Regions from separate parts of the Gossypium arboreum genome. Here region 2 is linked to region 1. Evidence: chromatin contacts called from public Hi-C data. All regions are on one chromosome and are shown on one strand. The core of a region is the stretch at or near the end of the contact, and the rest is flanking DNA. Distances in the headings are between cores, read along the strand shown.

Region 1 (3,920 bases), core at 377-2,876:
AAGTCACTCAGTCACAGTCCATATCAAAAACAATGCATTAATCTGAAAGCTTCAGGATACTAAAAAATCCCATTACCAGCGTGGAGCTACTAAATTTCAAATAAAAGCAGTGGAGCGAGCATTGGAAGAAGGATGATCACACGGATAGATGTGTTCACTTGGAACCATATATCTCTCTGACCTTTGAAGTGAGAAAGCAACATCTCATGAGGTGATTTCTCTTACCAACCTATCCAACATAGGGAATGCAAAGTACAGTACCAAGAAAGACGGGATGGCAAAAACAACTGTGACCAGAAAGTGGAGTAATAAGATAACAGCACTCCCCGGTATTGCAAAGAAGACAACCAGAAGGAAAATGATGACCAATGGGAACTTGGATGTAAAGTGAATGAAGAAATCCAATGATTTATGAAGCGAGAAATGATGCCTCTCAGCATTATTTCTGCCACCAGTATCTAGAGACCTATTTTGTTCAGAACGATTGGCATATGATCCTCTCCTAACAACACCACTGATAGCTTGATTGCCAAGCATTAAATTACATCTCAGAGAGCCAACGGCTTGATTGTCCCCAGATAGATTTCTCCTGGAAATGCCATACCTATCCCCATTCAAACTCTCGATCATCCACAAAATGAAGAAGTTCTTCCGAGGGAACTTGAGGTTCCCCTTATAAACTAGCCGTAGCGCTATTAAGTGGCACCATGGGCAAGAAATGAACATGGGGATCTTGATTTGCTGAGTGGGGAGTTTCAAAACAGCAGGTTGGAGACCCAGGATACAATTTTGGCAAAGAGTGTGACCACACCATAAGACATAAGGCACATTCTCAACAATGTTGAAAGGTTCCCAACAAATGGGACACTCTAATCCTTCATCTCTACTACCATTTGAACACAGCTCATCATCTGAACACTCGGAACAAGCTTGATTCGCCTCTTTTGAACATTTTAACCCAATGCTAGCAATGGTATTTGAAGCAAAACTCCACATTTTGACAGAACAATAACAATAAAAATAAATTACAACTAACTCTTAACTACTTAGAATCTTAGACCAGAAAATCAGGGACTTCCGACATAACAAACCTGAAAATAAAGAAAGAAAGAAAAGATTTTAGAAGATGGAAGACAATTGTTCATAATTCAAATATATCTCAATTCATTATTCTTTTACTTTTAGATTCAGCATAATCATCCAATAATTATATTCATAAAATACAAATTAAAATCTCAGTATATGTGAAAAGAACCCCACAAAAAATTTGAAATTTTAGATATGAAATTATAAAATTTACAGATTCTAAAAGGTGAAAAAAAAATACCTTAAAAATGTTGGATGGGGTTGGGAGCAGAGAAGAGATCCAAAGAGAAAGAAAAAAGATAGTTCTCATTCGACGAGACGACACTGTTTAAATAAGAACCAGAACTAACCAACCTGGTCAACGAGTAAACCACCGATGAAAACGCCGTCGCTTAGTACTCCCCCTCGACTCCAACTGAATAACTGAAATCATTTTTATTATTTTATAATTATTTTTTCACTCCTTCCGGAGTTTGTTATTAGCGATTATAGTATATGTGTTTTAACTTCAACACGTCACTTCCTAGATTATTTACACGTTGCATATAGAATATTTACAAATTTATTATAAATATGATTTAATTTAATAGTGTAGTAATGTTTTTTTTTTTAATTTTATAAATAATTTAATATTTAAGTTTGTTAATCTTTTAACATATAATAACTCATAATCATGGTTTGTTTTTGTTATATTCCTCTACCCTTGAGATACATGTCAGTAGTATAAACAACATTGACCTTCTTGTAATCTGGTCAAAGAAAGTACTTCTCTCAACCACCCACCTTGTAATGGAAGCATTAGCCTTCCATGCTTTCAACCATCTTTCATAATAAGAAGGCTTCTCACCTTTCGTTGCCTCCAAGATGTTAAGGCATCTATTTTTTAGGTGTGAACATTTTTCTAATGTAAACATGCCCTTGAGCTTTTGTAGAGTCTAGTTGGGCTTAATAACCTTGTACTAATTGAGTGAATGATGGATTGGGCCTCACAATGTACACTTTTCACATATTAGATGAGGACAATCTTCTTCATGGTTGTAACACCCCTAGCCCATATTCGTCACAAGGTTAGAGCTACGAAGTGTTATCGGAGCATAATGTCAAGGTACAATTAGTTAACAATAACAATTCATCACATAAATCATAACAACATCAACCAAAGTCATACATACGGTCCCTTTTATGAGCCCTCAAGGCCTTAAAAAGACATTATAAACAAATCAGAACTAAATCGGAAACATATGATTTTTTTGGAAAAAGTTAAAATTTTTCAAACTGTAAGGGTCACATGGCCAAAAAACATGTCCATTTCTTTGGCCATGTGGACATTCGAAATAGGGACACAAGATCATGTCCCAGCCTATGTCCATACCCATGTAACTCATTGACTTGGGTTACACGGCCAAGCCACAAGTTCGTGCGCTAGGCCGTGTACCCTTCGAAATAACCCCACACGCCCATATGCCAAGCCGTGTGCTAAGTCGTGTAACAGCCTGACTTGCAAACCTTTGAAGGTTACAGAGGACACATGGCCGTGTCGTCTAGCCATGCGTCACACACGGCTGAGACACACGCCCGTGTGGACGAAAAATAGCCCATTCCCAAGCCATTTTTCTCACCCAAACTCACACATCATGTACAAGCCATTTGCACCTAAAATCAAGCATTTAAAACACACTTTGTATATGCATATCCAAGCTTATACAACATAGAAACTATCCATTCAACCAATATGCCAAAATGGCACCTCAATTTCAACAATCAAACTTACCTAACACCTAACCATTTCATTCACTAAATTTACCAATTGAACAATTACAAAGCCATTTTTATCCATATCTTCATATACCAAAATGCATACACAACTAATACCAAATGACCATTTTCCCAACTAACATATACTATACAAATTTGACCAAAAGATGGTCACTTCCAAACTACTTAAACTAGCCATTTCCAACATCATTCTACATTCATTCCACACCAACCATTCATTGTTACCATACCATTTCCATCAATATTTCCTTACTATCATCTTAACCAACAGAACATCAAATTATCAAGCACACAAAATACCATAAAATCTTAATATCATACCAACTAATTCATCAGCCAAGATAACATATATACAAGCCAAACACAATGGCTAAATTCATTAAACAAAACACCTATACATGTCATTATAACCATGACTCAAAATCATCAAAAACCACCGATTTAGCTGATGGATAGTGTGATGGATCTCCGACAAGCTTCCAATTTGTACGAACCTCCGATTATCTAGAAACATAGGAGAAAATCACGCAAGTAAGCTTATAATGCTTAGTAAGTTCGTAAATCATAAATAATACTTACCATTTCATTATAAAATCCTAAAGGCAAAAATAGTGAGCATATCCAACATTGCTTGGCACAAGCCTAAGCACCAACAACAATTCACAATAGTGATTAACATATAACTTAATCAAATTCATTACACAACAAAGAGCTTCCTTAAGCTTTCCATGTAAACATTCTTACTAAAAATCTTTAATCACTATCATTTCATACCTTTCTCATGCTTTTATGACATTATAAGTCGAAGTTTATACCTATCCTTCCCTTTTTGTATCCCCGTTGAACCACTAGAATAATATTGGATACTCGAGAATTTCACACACTATGTGCTAACACGTGGTTGAAACCACTACTATCTCATATCTCGTATAATTGCTCTCTCTCGAGCCATAAGTGGGTCTGCTCACACAAGTTGTCAGTTAGGACGTAGCTACACGGTGCTGCTCACACAAGCTGTCAAGTAACCGCAACACATGCTAGAAACTCAACCATCGGTA
Region 2 (3,920 bases), core at 614-3,113, 140 kb after region 1:
CATTCACCCTACCGTGTGCTCCATATCCAGCAATCATCACAGTCCATGACACCACACTTTTCTCTGACATGCTATCAAAAACCCTTTGGGCTGTTACAAGGTCTCCACACTTGGCATACATGTCAGTTAAAGCTGTATCGATATAGAGATCTGTATTTACACCATAGGTAAGAAGCTTGTGGTGAAGCCATTTTCCTTTCTCAAGATAACCCAAATTGGAGCATGCTTGAAGCACGCTTAAGAAAGTAACATCATTCATCTCAAGACCGTTCAAGTACATTTGATCACAAAGGCTAATTGCCTCTACAGAATTTCCATTTTGATGGAATCCGCAAATCATAGAATTCCATGTTACAACACTTTTCTCGTTGATATCATCAAAGATAGTGTATGCTAATTCCGTCAAGCCACATTTTGAGTACATATCAATTAGCGAATTCTGGACAAACTCATCCGAAAGGCCTCTTTTGATGATATGACCATGCATCTGATCTCCAAACAGCAATAAACCTCCATCAGCACAAGCTGAGATAGAACTTGCTAGGCTGAATGAATCAGGCATTAATCCCAAGGTCTGCATCTGCACAAGGTGTGCCAATGCCTCTTTTAACAACCCTTTCTCAGTACAAATTGATATGACCATATTCCATGCCACGATATTTCTTCCTCCAACAACGTGAAGAACCTTTTCACAATAGTTCAACTTTCCACATTTCATATATAGTTCTATGAAAACAGGCCCTAAAACATCGTACTCAAGATCCATTTCTTTCCTAATAATGTAACAGTGAACCGACTTCCCTTCTCTAAGCCAACCTAGCCCTGCAAAAGACCCTAAAACACTCATCATGGTCACTGAATTCGGTTCCACACGAGAATCTAACATATCAAAGAAAGACTTTAACGCTTCTGCAAACCTACCTGCTCTAAAATAGCTAGATATCATTGCAGTCCACAATGCAGTACTACGGTTCGTTATATTTAGAAAGATCCTCTCTGCACTATCCAAGTCACCACATTTGCTATACATTGCAACAAGGGAACTAGCCAATGAACCATCAATTTCAATCCTCCTCCTCACTATATAACCATGAATCAGCCTTGCTAATTTCAGAAATCCCAAGTCGCCACAAGCCTCAGCTACACTAAGCATTGTTATGGAGTCCGGTCTAATACCTTCCAATACCATTAAACGGAACATCTCCAAGCCTTCATTTGCCTTCCCATTCTCAACATAACTCAAAATAATCGAACTCCAGGAAACCAAGTCTTTTATTGTCATTTCATCAAACATTTTCTTAGCATAACTTAAACATCCCATTTCGCCGTACATGGAAAGAAGTGAAGACTGAATAACAGTATCTTTCTCAAACCCATTTTTTATAATGGTCCCATGGACCATTTCACCAATACCCAGATCACCAAAACCAGAACAGGCCCTCAAAAGAGAAGGAAATATGAAGTTACTGATGTGGAGTTGGTCATTCTTTATCATAGTGAGGTAGAGAAAAATGGCATCTTGAAACAAGTTGCTCCAAACAGAGCATTTAATTAGAACACCCCACATGAAAGAATCTGGGTTAGGGAAGCATCTGAAAACAAGTTTGGAAGATTGAAAAGAACCCATTTGGGAATAGGATTCAATGAGCTTGGTGGAAGGGAGTGGGTCATGGTGAAACCCAGTAACTAAGAGGTGGGCATGGAGTTGTGCTAGTGATCTGAGATTGGTGCATGATCTGAATAATGGCATGTAAAGGGTGGTCATTGCAGAAGCGAGAGAGTGAGCGTGGAAAGAGAAAAGTCGCGAAGGCCACCAAGGGGTGAAGTATGAACTGACCATAGCAACAACAGTAGTTTGGGCTCTTGGCCCATTTTTTATGTAGAGATAGCCGAATAAAATGAGGGAACCAAACCCAGAGGTGTCTCCTCATATTCCAAAAAAATTGGGATGGTTAAGATTTTAATTTTAATTTTCAAATATTAAATCCCTAACTAAGTTTATATTACATATGAATTCTTTCCAATTCAATTGCAATTTATTTTAAAAAACCAAAAATTATAAAATTCTATTATTTTGTAACAATGTATTTGTTTTTTTATTTTTATGCCTTTAACTTTTTATCAACTATCAATTTTGAATAGGATCAAATTTGTTTAACTGCAAACTAATCCGAGTAGTATTGTAAAAAAAAAGACGCAAAAGAACCAATTAACCTTTAAAACAGTACTAGCCGATGGAACTACATTTTATAATTTTCTAAAATATATTATCTTTTAATTTTTATAATTTTTTTAGTTGGACTGATTATAATTCTGCTTTTCTTTTAACTATAATTATTTTCTCGAAATATAAAATTTTATTTCTCCTAGAGTGTCACAATTTGTTGAAGTTTAATCAATCTATTTAATTCTATTGAATCAGACGTCTGATGAGTGCTTTGCTGCCCTGGATATAGAAGTTGATTAGTTCCCATTATCACCTAATCGTTGCTTTCTTTTAATCTAAAAAATAAATAATAGATATGTGATTGTTAGAGAGAGATAATTGTTGTAAGCCAAATAAAGAAAGTAAGAATTATGTTCAAAAAGAAAGCTTATTTTATTTTACAATATTAAAAGACATATAACATGTACTGTATTCTTGTTTTTATGCATATTTTATTTTATATTTTTCAAATGATTAATTATGAAATTTATAAATCTAACAAGTTCAATTAATCATTATGAGTTATCAATTTAAATTAATTAATTTATCATGAGTTATTAAATTCAAATAATCAATTTATAAATTTAAAATATTCCAAATTCATAGTAGAATATTTAGTTTCACTCCTTGAAGCTTATTTTCATTTAATAAAATGTGATTAATAGATTTTTTATGTGAAATTTAAAATTTTATCAAAATAATATATTTATTTAATAAATTATAATTAATAGGTTTGCTTATATAGAATAGCTATAATTTTACTTTAAATTTTAGAGAATATGTTTTATTTAGTAACTATGGATCTTGCTGTTAATAGTGAAAAGCTATTCTAAAATGTTAAAATAAAATATAAAAAATTGATTATACTAGAAACTTGATTATTATAACAAAATGTTAAAACGGATGACCACTATAAAGACCGCATTGATTTTAATTGTCTTCTTACAATACTAAACTGTCACTGGAACCAATAATCTCGCACACAAGTAGCTCGAAGTGCCGACGAGCTATGTGAAGTTCAGTTGGTAAAACTGCCTCCTCACTTGAGAGCAGCTCTACCAGATATTCATCCATCCATTTGGGGTTAGTTGGTCAAAAGATATTTCCATCCTCCAGGAAGCATCTGTTGCGGTAGATAATAATGGAGCCCCTTAAGCAATGTACTCTTTGGTTTTCAACAGGATGAGGACGATTCCTCGTGGGCTTCCCTTAACGTTTCTGAAAACAAGTGAAAATATTTCAGGTAGTGCATGTTGAATCTCCTCTCTTACTCTTCACGATCTGTGCTCCATTCGGCAATCTTCTTATCTCCCTTCATACTCTGAGATTTGATTCATTTCAAGTTGAAAAATAAGGGTTTTCAACATATGAAGTCGTGAGGTCATTGCTGCTAAGCTATGAATATGCAGCAAATGAAATGAGACAAGAAGATGACCATTCAAGGGCTTGTTTACATTGCTTTCTCATGTTAATCTGCTTCTTGTTCTTTTATGCATTGTTCCAACACGATTAAGAGTTGATGCAAATGGGTCAGCTAGCATAGGCTTCAGTTCATTTAGAAATCAGGTTGTGTCACAGTGCAACAAAATTTGTAACCTATATTATCTGCTTCTGCTCAATTGTGTTAGCGAAAACACTTGGATACCTAGTTGAACTCTAATATACAGCTGAAGTCATGTGATATTCATAAGTCCTGCCTAAGACCACGACAGTG

Evidence for each region. A called contact is a pair of places that touch in the nucleus more often than the background predicts.
Region 2: a Hi-C map of leaf shows a contact between it and region 1, with 3 times the contacts expected there. The contact joins the promoter of LOC108482286 here to the promoter of LOC108480580 in region 1. A contact is called at or near these places in 2 of 5 Hi-C or Micro-C datasets (both in leaf).

The regions. Positions count from the first base shown.
Region 1 is chr3:45,432,415-45,436,334 of ASM2569848v2, forward strand. LOC108480580 reads right to left here and starts at 1,627. Exons shown (of 3, transcript XR_008280068.1): 1 at 1,328-1,627; 2 at 1-1,091.
Region 2 is chr3:45,574,542-45,578,461 of ASM2569848v2, forward strand. It overlaps LOC108482286 (putative pentatricopeptide repeat-containing protein At1g69350, mitochondrial), which reads right to left and starts at 1,864. Exons shown (of 1, transcript XM_017785411.2): 1 at 1-1,864. The coding sequence starts at 1,840.